Linked DNA regions of Rattus norvegicus: all the other regions are linked to region 3. A link is a contact called in public Hi-C data. All regions are on one chromosome and are shown on one strand. The core of a region is the stretch at or near the end of the contact, and the rest is flanking DNA. Distances in the headings are between cores, read along the strand shown.

Evidence for each region. A called contact is a pair of places that touch in the nucleus more often than the background predicts.
Region 1: a Hi-C map of Schwann cells shows a contact between it and region 3, with 8 times the contacts expected there. The contact joins the enhancer-like site here to the promoter of Maf in region 3.
Region 2: a Hi-C map of psoas muscle shows a contact between it and region 3, with 2.1 times the contacts expected there. The contact joins the enhancer-like site here to the promoter of Maf in region 3. A contact is called at or near these places in 1 of 12 Hi-C or Micro-C datasets (psoas muscle) and 1 of 1 datasets of contacts at active chromatin or transcription factors (oligodendrocytes).

Annotation. Positions count from the first base shown.
Region 1 is chr19:60,961,153-60,965,614 of GRCr8, forward strand. No RefSeq gene overlaps it. Among named protein-coding and RNA genes, the nearest start is that of Maf, 340 kb to the left of the region's middle. Within about 2 kb of position 1,964, at least 9 of the 93 cell types and tissues checked have an H3K27ac peak or open chromatin away from gene starts, as enhancers often do. A contact at or near this core is called in Schwann cells, where this site is marked.
Region 2 is chr19:60,126,125-60,130,640 of GRCr8, forward strand. The region is part of intron 8 of Wwox (WW domain-containing oxidoreductase); the gene reads left to right. Among named protein-coding and RNA genes, the nearest start is that of Maf, 490 kb to the right of the region's middle. Within about 2 kb of position 1,772, at least 2 of the 93 cell types and tissues checked have an H3K27ac peak or open chromatin away from gene starts, as enhancers often do.
Region 3 is chr19:60,619,826-60,624,099 of GRCr8, forward strand. Maf (MAF bZIP transcription factor) reads right to left here and starts at 1,531. Exons shown (of 1, transcript NM_019318.2): 1 at 1-1,531. The coding sequence starts at 1,354. The coding sequence ends at 245.

The DNA of each region.
Region 1 (4,462 bases), core at 714-3,213, 340 kb after region 3:
GGGGGGGTCTCGTTTGCATATCAGAAGGTTCATTTGGCTAAAGTATGGAGGCGGAGGCAGGGTTGACAACTGGGCAAGACTTAGGGACCCTGGTGACCAGCAACAAATTGCAGTCATCTAAAGGAGCTATACATGGTAAAATTTTTAAATGACAACAAGGGAAACCCATACACCATGCCTATTAGACAGATTATTCTGTGTAATTAATTCTTGAAAATTGGATTAGCAGTTTGATGGTTCCTTCAAGCACCCGTCAAGGACTCTGGGTTTCTGAGTGGTCACATGTGAGTTTGGGGCACTTATATTTATATTTTTGCAAAGCCTTACATTTACCCTGGCCTGTCACATGAAAACTACTGACACTCAAATTCTAATGGAGCAGAGTGAAATGAGAGTTTATTATTTCGTAGAACCTAGTCTGGGATGAGCAAACAAACAGGGCAAGAGGCTAGCAACACAAAGTGTAGTCCTCACCTCAAGAGGTTTAGGAGAGTTTATCCTCTAGCCAAAAGGAGTGACCAGGGTCCAAGCACATGGCTTCAGATTGCCCTAAATATCATGTCCCCGTTTAGTAATGTTTTCACGAATCTTTTTATAGTCCCAGAATAAAGGGAAGTCACAAACGAAGATCCTTTCAAATTCATCAGTGGAACCATCCCATTCTTCAGACACTGAGCAGGAATGGGAGTCAGCCAGTAGAGAAGACAACGATGAATAATTACAGACAGGAAAAGCGAAGGGTAAGAATGTCTGCAGAAGAGAAGGCACAATCAGGGACTTCTGCTGGAGGCCCACCTTCATGGAGGAATACAATAGACATGAATACATTTCAACATTTGGGTTATATTTAGAAAATCAGGTCGGTCCTAATTTTACACCATTGAAATACTACATGTAGTGCATCCCAAAGGTAAGCATTCAATGACTGTTTTGTGGGAAGGAAGTCATTATTAAATGAAAAGAACACAGGACAGAGAGAGAGAGAGAGAGAGAGAGAGAGAGAGAGAGAGAGAGAGAGAGAGAAGAAGGAAGAGGAGGAGGAGGAAGAGGAAGAGGAGGAGGAGGAGGAGGAGGAAAAGAGAAAGAGAGAAACAGAGAGAAACAGAGAGAGAGAGAGAGAGAGAGAAGAAGGAAGAGGAGGAGGAGGAAGAGGAAGAGGAGGAGGAGGAGGAGGAAAAGAGAAAGAGAGAAACAGAGAGAGAGAGAGAGAGAGAGAGAGAGAGAGAGAGAGAGAGAGAGAGAGAGAGACAGAATCTTCTCCATCCCTGTTGGTTGCTCCCGGGAATTTAGCACACTGGGGATTTGTGTAGCTCCCAAACCATTCTCATCCCAGGTGGAAAGGCATCCCTGAGGTAAATTATACAGAATCTAGATGGAAGTGATGAATTTCAGTGAGATGGTCCCCAATCAGTTCACTCTCATGTATCTTGAATAACCATTACCCTTTGTGACACAGTACCTAAGGGCATGGAAAAGCAGGTCTAAGTTTATGTTCAAGGGTTAGGGCAGACTTTGTAAGAGCTTCTCTGTATCTCCATGTACCCTTAACTCTCTACTTCGTGAGGAGCTCTGGGTATAGTGTGTATGTAGCATGGTGACCGTGGTCAGCAGTACTGTGCTACGTAGCTTGCACTTTAAGAAGAAAGCAGATTTTAAATACTGTCACCCTCACCCTCTCCATACACACACGTACACAAATGAGAAATGTGGTTGTCTACGGTGTACTTCTGTGAGGTTTTTACTCCACAGTATATGTGGACATCCGACCATCATATTGCCCACCACGAATACCAACCTTCCTACTTGTCCACCATACCTCCATAATCTCCCCCAAAGATAAACAGAACTACGTGCCAGTTTTCACCGTCCAGCAAACAAAAGCCACATTGGAGGCCAGCCACGTGGTCATGCCACCAGCTCACTCTCTCACAGTTTTCAGCGGGGCCACCATTCTCAATAGCCCCTTTGTTGCCCATCTCAGCCCCCGTGGGGTTACCAGGGGGCTCTCTGTGCTCAATGGACTCCCTCTCTGCCATTGTCTCCTGATATCAGTTCATGGTCTCAAGGATATAAACTGCCTGGCCATTCGTCATAATGTCTAGCAGACCCTGAACCTTACTTTCCACGCAGAGTTTATTGGCCTTTGTGATGGGGACAAAGGGAGGCTTGTTGAAGCTGGACACAAAAGGCAAACACAATGTATGGATTTGAATAACACGCAGGCGGGGGAAGAGCAGCAGCCACACAAATGGCCACGCTATTAACCAGAACAAGGGCCCTTCCCCCCTGCTCTCCCAGCTTTACCAAGCATTAGTTGGCCTGACATATTCTTTAAACTTTTTTTTTCCAAGCAGGCAAGTATCCCGACATAGCAGGAGCACGTTAGCCCAGAGGAGTCTGTCTGTAGGAAACAGATTTTTAAGCAGGTTTGTTTATGGGCACACATGTGTGAGTTCTGTATGAGGCAGAAAACTATGCTCTGAGGGGCAGAATGGGTGTGTTCAGAGACGGTCATTGGAGTTTGTTCACGTGTGTCTGTGGCTGAGTGTCCGTGGATCTCTGCGTGAATGCGTGCAGTCATGAACAGCTGTGTAGATGACTGCATGTTTGTGTTTTAAAACGCTTATGATAAGCATACTTACTATAAGTGTACATAGTTAGTATAGGTGCTTACCAAAAATTGTGGAAGCGTGCGAGTGTATGTGTGTGGTGAGGACATTCATATGTACGTTTTTGCTTTTGGCAGAGTTTGCTAGTGTACCCATGTAGGAGTATTCACACGCATGTGGGCGATGCAAGAATATTTGGATGTGTGAGCATGGGACATCTGTGTTTGTACGTGTGTACATACTAGAGTATAGCTGTACAGATGGCAGTATGCATGCTTGAATTTTTATATGTATGAACTCGTGCTTGCCATAATACCTGCTCTTATCACAAGTTGGTTAAACCCTCTACATGGGAACTCTGGCCCAAAGGCAGAATGCTCTCATCCCCGCCGTGACTGATATTCTGCCTGTTGGAGTGGTAGACACCCCCCTTGGGACCACAGGGGACCACAAAAAAGTACCTGCAAGGTACTTTTGTTTTAACAAAGGTGGCTCTGGCGACTTGCAGACAGCTCTGATCTGTGATCTGACCAAACTCTCTCCCTCTCACATGTGACAGCTGTCTCATCTCCTGAGACCATCTCGCCAGCTTCCCCTGCAAGTTTTCGGCAGCCCCAACCTCCATCCAAGTTTTCAGCAAACTTCCGAAGAACGTCTCTCCCTTGTCAAAAAGCAGTGATGGAAGCTTCCGAGGCTGCTGCCAAGTCTCGAGCGAAGGCTACACTCACTGAGGCTCCTGCCCCGCCAGCCTTAATCGAAATCCTGCTTCTTCCTTGTCTATCTTTTCTCTGCCCTTCCTCCCCATTCTTATCCTCTCTTTGTTTTCTTTCTGTCCTTCTTTCTCTCCTCCTTCTTTCCTGTTTCTCTCCTCCCCCTCCAAATATAGACACAATCCAAGTATGACTGTCTGCAGGCTGCTTTTTGTGTCTTCCTCCCCTGCACAGCAGGAAGCCCCCTCTGGTGCCCTGTGTAAATACTAACAGCAGCTAATGCATTAGGAACCTCCTCTTATAAGCTGTCATGCTTAAACCCCATTAAGAAAACATGATGTGGTTTAGACAACACAATGATCACATCTTGACCATAGACATGAGTACGTGGCCTTACAGAACAGATGTATCTGTGAGCCTGAACTCTGGATTTCGAAGCGGCTTCTATTTCAACAATGCTGTGAGCATACGCCAAAGTGCTCACCTTCCTTGCCCAGTCCTTTCTGACTGAAGGCGATTTTCCAGACTTTTAGGTTTCTTGGGGTGGTGAATGTTTAATAAGATGTGGACACTTGGCTACACCCATTCTGTAATTCCTGGCTGTAATTCAAAAAACATGCTCCTTCTTGTATCCATCTGTCCATCCAGTTCTTTCACAAGTATTCTAAGCATGTCTTTATGTGCCAAGCACTGCTCTATTATAAACCTGGAGAACAGTGTGTGTGTGTGTGTGTGTGTGTGTGTGTGTGTGTGTGTGTGTGTGTGTGTGTGTGTGTTGGGGAGTGGTGGGTGGGAGGGAGGGAAGGAGGAGCATAAGAACAAATAGAAGCCAGCCATCCTCACAGTCCTGAGCCACCCACCTTGGTTTCAAACATACGAACTGGGGTGAAAATAGGAATTACTTCCGTGTGGCCCTTCCCACATTCTGTGTGCAGGAGGAGATATCTGAGTATGCTGGCTAGTGTAAATTTTGTGCAATTACATTTATGTGGACTTGCAAGTTAAAATTCTTTAGAGGAGAAACTTATTAAGAGAATAATTTACTTTCTTGTGGTACTGGGAGTCAAGCATTGCATATGACTTGAACTATACCCTGATTCTCCACCCCCCACCTTTTAACAATTGAGTCAGGGGGTTGGGGAT
Region 2 (4,516 bases), core at 522-3,021, 490 kb before region 3:
ACACACCCAACTTCTATAAAAATTGAATGTGTGTCTGAAGTTCAAGTTTTACTACGGATCTGTCAAGGTCTTGTTACTGCTAGTTTGTTCGGGGCTGTGCAGAGGTAGGAGCCAGGATATTATTTATACACATGCATGTCATTTTATTGGCTGACAACCTTGTTTGTGGATCAACTGGAAAAGACCTCATCTCCTCTCTACATACTTTAAACCCAGGGAAACCTGGAGACAACAAGCAGCAAAGGGGGCGCTGACTGTGAAGTTAAAAACAATGACTGTGAAACAGATATAGTTGCTTGTCTAGAACACTGTGTCGATAACACCCGTGTCGAAAATACCCACTTCCCGAGACGATTATCAACTCCATGCTTCGTGGGGGAACTCCTCCTCTGGAAAAATGACATTTAAAATTAATGTGAAGTTGTGTTTTAACTTAATTTACAGGGAGCCCCAAACAGGTGGGAGAATTAGGTAACAATAATTGTGTTTGCGAGAAATTGATTTCATGCTAAAATTACATGAATATGCTGTTAGAGTTTGTTGTCGTTTTGAAACGTGCTGTTTTGCCATAAAACACAGGGTAAAGACACTCTCATAGTGAAGCCCTTAATCTAGTGTGTAATTGCTTAAGTGAAGACATTAACTATATTGTCAACTACCTGCTACCTGCTCTGAAACACAGGGACTGCCAGGAAAGGGGTGACTTCTGCAGCATGGAGAAATAATAAAAGGAAGGAAGGAAGGAGGGAAGGAAGGGAGGGAGGGAGGAAGGGAAGGAGGGAGGGACGGAGGGAGGAAGGGAAGGAGTGAGGGACAGAGGGAGGGAGGGACAGAGGGAGGGACAGAGGGAGGGAGGGAGGGAGGGAGGGAGGGAGGGAGGGAGGGAGGGAGGGAGGAGATACTCAACCTGGCTTGAGAATTTGTTGGTGGGGTCAGTCTTTGTATCAAGAGAAGAGCTGGAAGACACAGTCTTTGTGGATCCAGTCAAGCTGGAGGTTCTGATGGTTTTTCTTATACTCCCGCCATGTTTATCGAAGACAGTGTTACCTTCGTGCTACTTAAAAGATACTTTGTTCTGATGTCTACACTATCCCTTCCGCCTTCCCTCTGTTCCTCCTTCCCTCCCTTCTCTTTTTTCTTTCTTTCTTTCTCCTCCTTGAAGTGTTACTTTTGGTCCCCTGAGTTCACTAATTTAGAGTTTATCCTTGGTACTTCTTCATCAAACGGGCCCCATTTTACCCTTTAAAAACAAAACAAAACACCAAAGCTGATAAATACCGGACCAAATTAGGGTATAGCCGATTGTATTTCTGACGTGAACCAGATGTGTGGTTGATTTGTCACTATTTCTTATCCTTACCTGCTCTTAGAGGGAGGCTTACAGAGCCCTCTTTGCTGCGTCCTTTCCTTGAACTTGGTGAGACCTGATCCACAATCATCCGCCCCCCCCACCTCCCACCCTCACCCCCACCCTCACCTCCCACCCACCCCCCCACAAAAAAAAACAGTTTTGGAAAAATGCAGATTCTCCAACACTGACTCTGCCAGTCACCTTTTGAGGACAGACTGGCTTGGACTTTCCCAGCGCATTCCTCTCCCTGATGGGACACTGGCCGCAGACCGTGGCTCGGTGAGGATCTGGAATAGCTAGGTAAAGTATGGGATGCAGATGCCCAAGCTTTCTGATGCCCTGCCAAGGTAGAGGAGCCTTACTTAGACTGTGGCCTGTGCCCTTGGAGCTTTTTCAATGTGTGCTCAGTGGAATCTCATTACGCCCGACCAGCACTTACTGGGAATAACTAGCAAGCTCACACCCTTCTATGTCAGGGCCTGGCACCCCATGAAGAAAGCTGAGAAATACATTTCACCGACTCAGAAGTTACTGGACACTTGTGGGGGGGTATTTCTTGGTCTCGTTTTACAAAGTCAGTTACAAATGGAGCTGCAGCCCCAATTTTATTTAACGTAAACCATGAGGCTACTGGCGCTACGTGGGAAAGTACTTCAAGGGATGTGGATGCAGCTCAAGGTAGTCCGGTGGTTGGCCTAACATGCAAGACCCCTGGGTTGGATCCCCAGCCCCACAAGATAACAGGTGTGGTGGCACACGTTTGTCATCTCAGCACTCCTGAGGTGAAGGCAAGAAGTTAACAGTCTCAAGGGCATCCTAGCATGGAGAGTCCAAGGCTACCCCAGGCTGTGTGAGACCTTGCTTTAAAAAAAAAAAAGCTTTAATGCATTCTTTTTATTCTTTAAGGTTTGCAGTGTCTCTGTGGGTATCTTCTGAGAGCTATGTGTGTGCTGTGACTTGAGTGGATGATAGCCAGTGACTGTCACAACTAACAGTGCTTGACCAATGCTCATTATGTGCCAAAGGCTTTCCCTCCCCACCAAACACCATGGAATAGATGTCATAATTACTGTAGCACAGAGGAATTTTTATAAGTGTAGAGATATTAAAGAACATGCCGCTCACCTGATGGCAGACACTTGTGGCAGAATCCAGACTTGCAAACTCATAGTGCATCTGAGGCTGTCCTGGGGCGCATCCCTTGGATGCTAAAGAGACCCACTATGTAGTTACCTCGGGACTAAGGACCTGTCACTGCTTGAGGTTAAGGAAGAAGTGATAACTGTATTTTCCACTGGGTGCTATTCCCAAGCCTGCCTTACTTGTGTAAAGTGTTAAGAAGACCCATGGAATGCTGCTCGCAGTTCAAAAGGCTACGGCTGTGGTCAGTCTGATATACCATTGAAGAATGCAGAAATGTACTGACTACTGCCTTGGCAAGCCTCCCTGTCTTTTCGAGAAGGGTCTCACACGTAGCCCAGACTGGCTTTGAAGTCATGAAGTAACTGAGGATGACCTTGAACTTATGATCATCCTGCTTCAATCTCCCAAGTTCTGGGATTACAGAAATAAACCAGGATGCTGTTTATGGGGTGCTGGGGACAGAACCCAGGACCCTACACATGCTAGGCAGGCACTGTGTCTCATCCCCAGCTCTGTCTTCTCTGCTTGAACTAATTCAGTTCTCTGACAAAATGCTAATTGTAGGGGGTTGGGGTGTGCACGTGAAGGGGCGGAGGCATCAGTGACCAGCAACTACTCCCGCTGTTGACTAACACTGGACTGGGTCCATTGACAAAGACTCAGAGCTGGGTCATTAGAAATATAAGAGCTGAGGCTGCATGGTGGCTGATTGGCCATGACTTCTGGGAACCAGGTACACTAGACAGGAGAGATGGAGACAGTTGAAGGCTAAGCTTGTACTGCCCTGCATGCCCCCACTCCTTGCTTGGAACTGCACCCTTTTCAGTGTTTCTGAACATGTGTCTACATAGCAACATTGAGCTGAGCTAATGTCTGTCTCCGGCTGGCACCGTTCTGGGGTCTTTGCATATATCTCCTCACGTCCTGTGAAGACCAGAGCAGCCTTACGCAGTGGACACTCGTATTCCCTTTATTTTAATAGGATGCATAGTAACCACAGACCACCGTCCTACTGAAAAAGGTCTCAGTGACTACATCTTCTTTCCAGCACCCGTGGGCCTGGGAATCACACTCTCTGAGCGAAGAGGGGCTGAGGAGATCTGTGTGCATAAGGGGCTCAGGCTTGAAAGTGTGAAGGTGGACTGTCCTTTCCTCAGTCCATTCGGTTTCAGAGCCCGGGATGGCTGGCTGCCCCTAACTCAAGGAGGGGAGGGTGGGGAGAAAGAAGTCAGGCAGGCAAGGAGCATCAGCACATCCCATGGCGCGGATCCGCAATGAAACCCATCGCACATATTCTCGGTTCTGCGTTTATTAATAAAATGCCCAGTACCTTCTGGCGTGTGCTTTGAACTGCTTTTAATTATCTCCAGTTGGATGGAGAGAAGGTAATGGGGACCTCATAATCGCCGTGGAGGGAACGATTGGAATTTTATTTCCGTGGGGGAAAGGCAGACATTGTTTGCCGGAGGAGCCGAGAGGCCTCTTTCAAAGTTGAGGACACTTCCCCGTACCACACCGTGTAAATCACTGTGCAAACCACGCGATTATCCCCTGCAGAGGAATCGAGTGTGTCTTTATGGGACTCTTCACCAAGCACTTAGGAATAATCTGATATAAAGCAGCAGGGTAGAGAGTAATGACAACTTCAAATTAGTTTAATGAATGTTTACATTTAAGGGGGGGGGGTGGCTTTTCTACAATCCTGAAAATACAAAACGACAGCTCTCTCTCTTTTCTTTTTTTTCTGTCTATCCTGGTAACCCCCCTAACCCCTTTTCTTTTTTTCAGCCCTGGGAGAAAGGTGGCTTAACCCTTCCAGCCCCAGGGTTCCTTTCAAGGAAGTAGTGCTTTGTTCAATTTGGGTAGGAACGCGTCTCAAAACGGTTGTCCGTACGTATGCCTGTTATATATGCCCGGTCAGCTTTGGGAGAACATCTGTTTTAAGTCAACTCTGACTCAATCCAGGAAAAAAAAAAATTCCTGGCTCTCCACCTGCTCAGGGGTCAGTCACCCACCCACATC
Region 3 (4,274 bases), core at 281-2,780:
CACCACCACCACCACAAGCTTGCTGTGTGTGTGTGTGTGTGTATGTGTGTGTGTGTGTGTGTGTGTGTGTGTGTGTGTGTGTGTGTGTGTGTGTGTGTGTGCGTGCAGGGCCAAGGGGAGCAAACTCGCCAGGGGAGGGGGCGAGGTGGTGGCGAGCGTGGCCCTGCAAACTGGCAAGCCCACTCAGGAGCCGGACCCCCACGGAGCATTTAACAAGGTGGCTAGCTGGGATCGCGTGTCACACTCACATGAAAAATTCGGGAGAGGAAGGGTTGTCGCTGCTCGAGCCGTTTTCTCGGAACCCGCTGCTCACCAACTTCTCGTATTTCTCCTTGTAGGCGTCCCTTTCGCGCACCAGCCTGGAGATCTCCTGCTTGAGGTGGTCGACCTGCTGCAGCAGCTGGTTCTTCTCCGACTCCAGGACGTGTCTCTGCTGCACCCTCTTGAAGCGGCAGGACTGGGCATAGCCGCGGTTTTTCAGGGTCCGCCTCTTCTGCTTCAGTCGGATCACCTCCTCCTTGCTGACCCCGCGCAGCTGCCGGTTCAGCTCACGCACCGACATGGTCACCAACTGCTCGTCCGAGAAGCGGTCGTCGAAGTGCAGGCCTCCCGCGGCATGGTGCGGGTGCAGGGCGCCCCCCGCCCCCGCCGTGCCCCCGCCGCCGCCGCCGCCGCCGCCCCCGGCGCTGGCCGGGCCACCGCCGCCCGCGCCACCCGCGCCGCTCGCAGAGGCGGACGCGCTACCCGCGGCTCCCGGGGCGCCGGCCGTCGGGTGGTGGTGGTGCCCCGTGGCGTGGTGGTGGTGGTGATGGTAGTGAGGTGCCCCGCCGCTCTGCGCGGCGGCCGCGGCGATCACGGCGGACACCACGGCGGCGGCGGGGCCCATCTCCTCGCCGCTGCCGCCCAGGGAGGCGCCGGCGCCGGCCCCCGCTGCCGCGGCCAGCTGCTGCGCTCCCCGCGCATAGCCATCGAAGCCACCCTGGAGCTGGTGGCTATTGCTGATGAGCGCCTCGACTGCGTCCTCCGGGCTGAAGCCCAGCGCCTCCGGGTTGAGCTGCTGCGGGTAGCCGGTCATCCAGTAGTAGTCTTCCAGGTGCGCCTTCTGTTCGCTGCCCGAGCCCGGGCTGGGCGCCGAGAAGCTGGGGGACGGGGGCACCGAGCTGCAGGGCGTGCTCATGGGGGTGGAGGACAGCGAGCCCCCGGCGATGAGACGGCCGCACTGGCTGATGATGCGGTCGGTCTCCACCGGTTCCTTTTTCACTTCAAACTTCATCAGATCGAAGTCATTAACATATTCCATGGCCAGGGGACTGGTGGGCAGGTCGGAATTGTTCATTGCCAGTTCTGAAGCCATCCTCCTGCCTCCGCCACCGCCGCCGCCGCTCCGCCAGATGGGCTGCAGGAGAGGGGCCAGCGGGCTGTGCTGGGTGGCCAGCGGGTGAGCCAGCTTGCCGGGCTAGGGCGCTTCTAGCTCGCGCGGCGGTGGCTGTGGCCCGAAAGCTCGAGCGTGCACACACCCCCCGCCCTGCCCGCAGCCCCCCGCGCCCGCCCTCCCTCCCCCCTGCTCACGCCAATGTGCTCTCTCTCTTTCTCTCTTGCTCTCTCTCTCTCTCTCCCGCTCGCCCCGGGCCCCCTCCTCGCCTGCTCGCCTCTCTGAGCTCCGATCCCGGGCGCTTCAGGCTCGGGAAGGTCCTCCGCGGCTGGCGGTGGCGGTGGTGATGACAGCGGCAGAGAGGATGCCGGAGGAGCCCGGCCCGGTGCGCGGCGTCCCCGGCTCGCCGCTCCGCTGCGCGCTTTGCATAAGGAGGGCTCGCCTAAGCCGGTCGGGGCTGCAGGCGGGGCGCGCGCGGCGGCTGCTCCGGGGTTGTGTGGCGCGGCGGGTGGCTGTCCCGGAGGCGCGGGCCTCCACACCGGGGTGGTTAACACTTCACGCTTCTCTCCTCTTCTGCCTGGCTCTTATGGTTACTATTATTATTTTCTTTTCTCTCTCCGGATCCCTCGCGTGCGCGCGCGCTCTCTCTTTCTCTCCTCACCCTCTCCCTCCGTGCAAAGTGCAAGACCGAGGTGCAGGCCGGCTGGAGGCAAGGGAGGGGGGAGTTTAGTTCTTTCTTGCCCTTTTTTTTTTCTTTTGGTTTTGGTTTTTCTTTTCTTTTCTTTCTTTCTTTCTTTTTTTGCTTTAAAGCAAAATGGCAAAGTCCTGGACCAAGGCAAGGCCGAGAGCAAAAGGGTGGGGGGAGAGGCCGAGCGGACAAGCAGCTCGAGCTACAGCTCCGAGATGAAAAAAGATTTTAAAGCCTCTGATCCAGCGAGAAGAGTTTAAAGCAATTGCTGAGTTTTATAGCACCCGTGACGTCAGGTTCAAATGGGAAATTGACTGGCACTCTCCGCCAATGGGAGGCGGCGAAAGCGGCAGCGATTAGCATAATAGTATAGAAACAAGGAAACTTTTCGGAGCTGTCAATCACAGCCCAATCAGCTGACTGTCAGCTGGGACAGGCTGGCTTAACCCTTGCGGCGCCGCTGCTGGGGCGCAGCCAGGGAGCAACATCCCCCACCACCGCCCCGTGCGAAGTTTAATGCACCAAGGGACAGAGTTTACTAAAAGGGCGGCTGGAATCCGATGGTAGGACCCGGGAGGAAGGTTTGCTTTCTTCAGAGTTTGAGAGAGGCCTGCCCGACTGAACCTCTGCTCTCACGCTGCAGCGAGCGATCCGCCAAGAACTCCCTGGTCCCCTGCTGGTCCCGCACCCTAACAAGGTGTATTCATTCGTCTTGCAGTTTTCGATCTTTGATTCACCCTCTGCATCCTTCGTGGCCGTTGAGGGGTGAGCCGAGTGCCTTTCTTCCCTGAATCGGACGCTCCGGGGGCCAACTTGACTCAACTCTTTGTCCCTCCGCAAGTGAGGTGATCAGATGGGGGCGCCAAGGGTGCGGGGACCCAGAATGCGCGCGGGGCTCACTGAGCGGTGCGCCTGCAGTGTTATTTTTTTGGATTTCGCGCGGGGAAGAAAGCCTGTATAACTCTTAAAAAACCAGGGGGCCTAAAGTGTGTAGGAACTAGCTGCCCCCTAGCATCCTCTATCATTGGAGGGACAGACAGAGCGACGGTGCCAGCAAGTTGATTCTGGGATGCTTTAAGCCTGAGCCTGGTTATCTCAGGCTCAGCCTTCAGGCTCAGGACTCTAGCCTGGAGTCTGGCTTCTGAGAATCATATTCAAATCATTTTCTCCTCTCTCCTTCCTTCTCTCTCTCTGCCCTCCGTGTCTCTCTTCTTTCCCCTTTCCAATCCACCACACTTTCCACTTGTGAAACCGGAATCCCGCTTGAGATGCCCCCAACATACACCCAGACCATACCATCCTCATATGAAATTTGAACCCTGTTTATCAGGGTCCGGAGCGCCCTTTGCACTCCCACCTCGCTTAATCATTTGGCATTTAGAACTTGGTGGTGAAGGGAGGGGGCAATACCCCAGAGCCCTCCCAGCTCCTTTCCAAGGGTTAAATTTTAAACCCATATTTTCCCCCTTGGGACAAGTCCGGAAACCCAGAGTGGGGGCGGGGTAGGATTGCCCCCTTCCCGTTGCAAATGCTAATAACCGGTTCAGTTATCTAGATTGATTTTTCCAAAGCTATGCAAAAATATTTGGGGGGGCATATAAAAAAAACAAAAACGAAAAGAAATTAACAACTCTTTTTCTAAGATTTTAAAGCGATAGGCAAGTCAGAAGAGCGGAGACTGAATGGGGGAAAGCAAGGTTGTCTGAAACCGCCTTATGTTTGGAAGAATGGTTCACCTGCTTGGAAATTGGGACTATTGATTCCTTCGAATAATGAAATGCATATGGTGTTGATCGTATTTATTTTAACTCGATTGGGGGGGGTGTCTACGAGGGTATGCTTAAAAAAAAAAAAGCCGAAAAGACTGCAAAAGAATTCAGATTAAAAACTATTGTTGGAGAGTTGGTTTTTACCTCAACAGCGCCACCTTTCGGCAAAGGTTAGTTGAAAAGTGATCTCTTTCTGGGTTTAAGGAAAGTGCAAAGACTCCGATTTCCCGGTGTGGAAAGGGGCAAGAGGCACAAGAAAGCTAGTTGGACCACAATGGGAAAAGCCAACCTTGCAGAGAAGGGGCTCCAGAAACTGCGAGCAGGTGCCGCAATCTCTTTTCCTCTAATGCTTCCTTTCGTTGCTTGGGAAGAGTTCCATAGACGACAGTCTTTAGAGGATGTTTTTCTGGCTGAGAGACCTGTGCCTGTTGATGCCATGTAACAA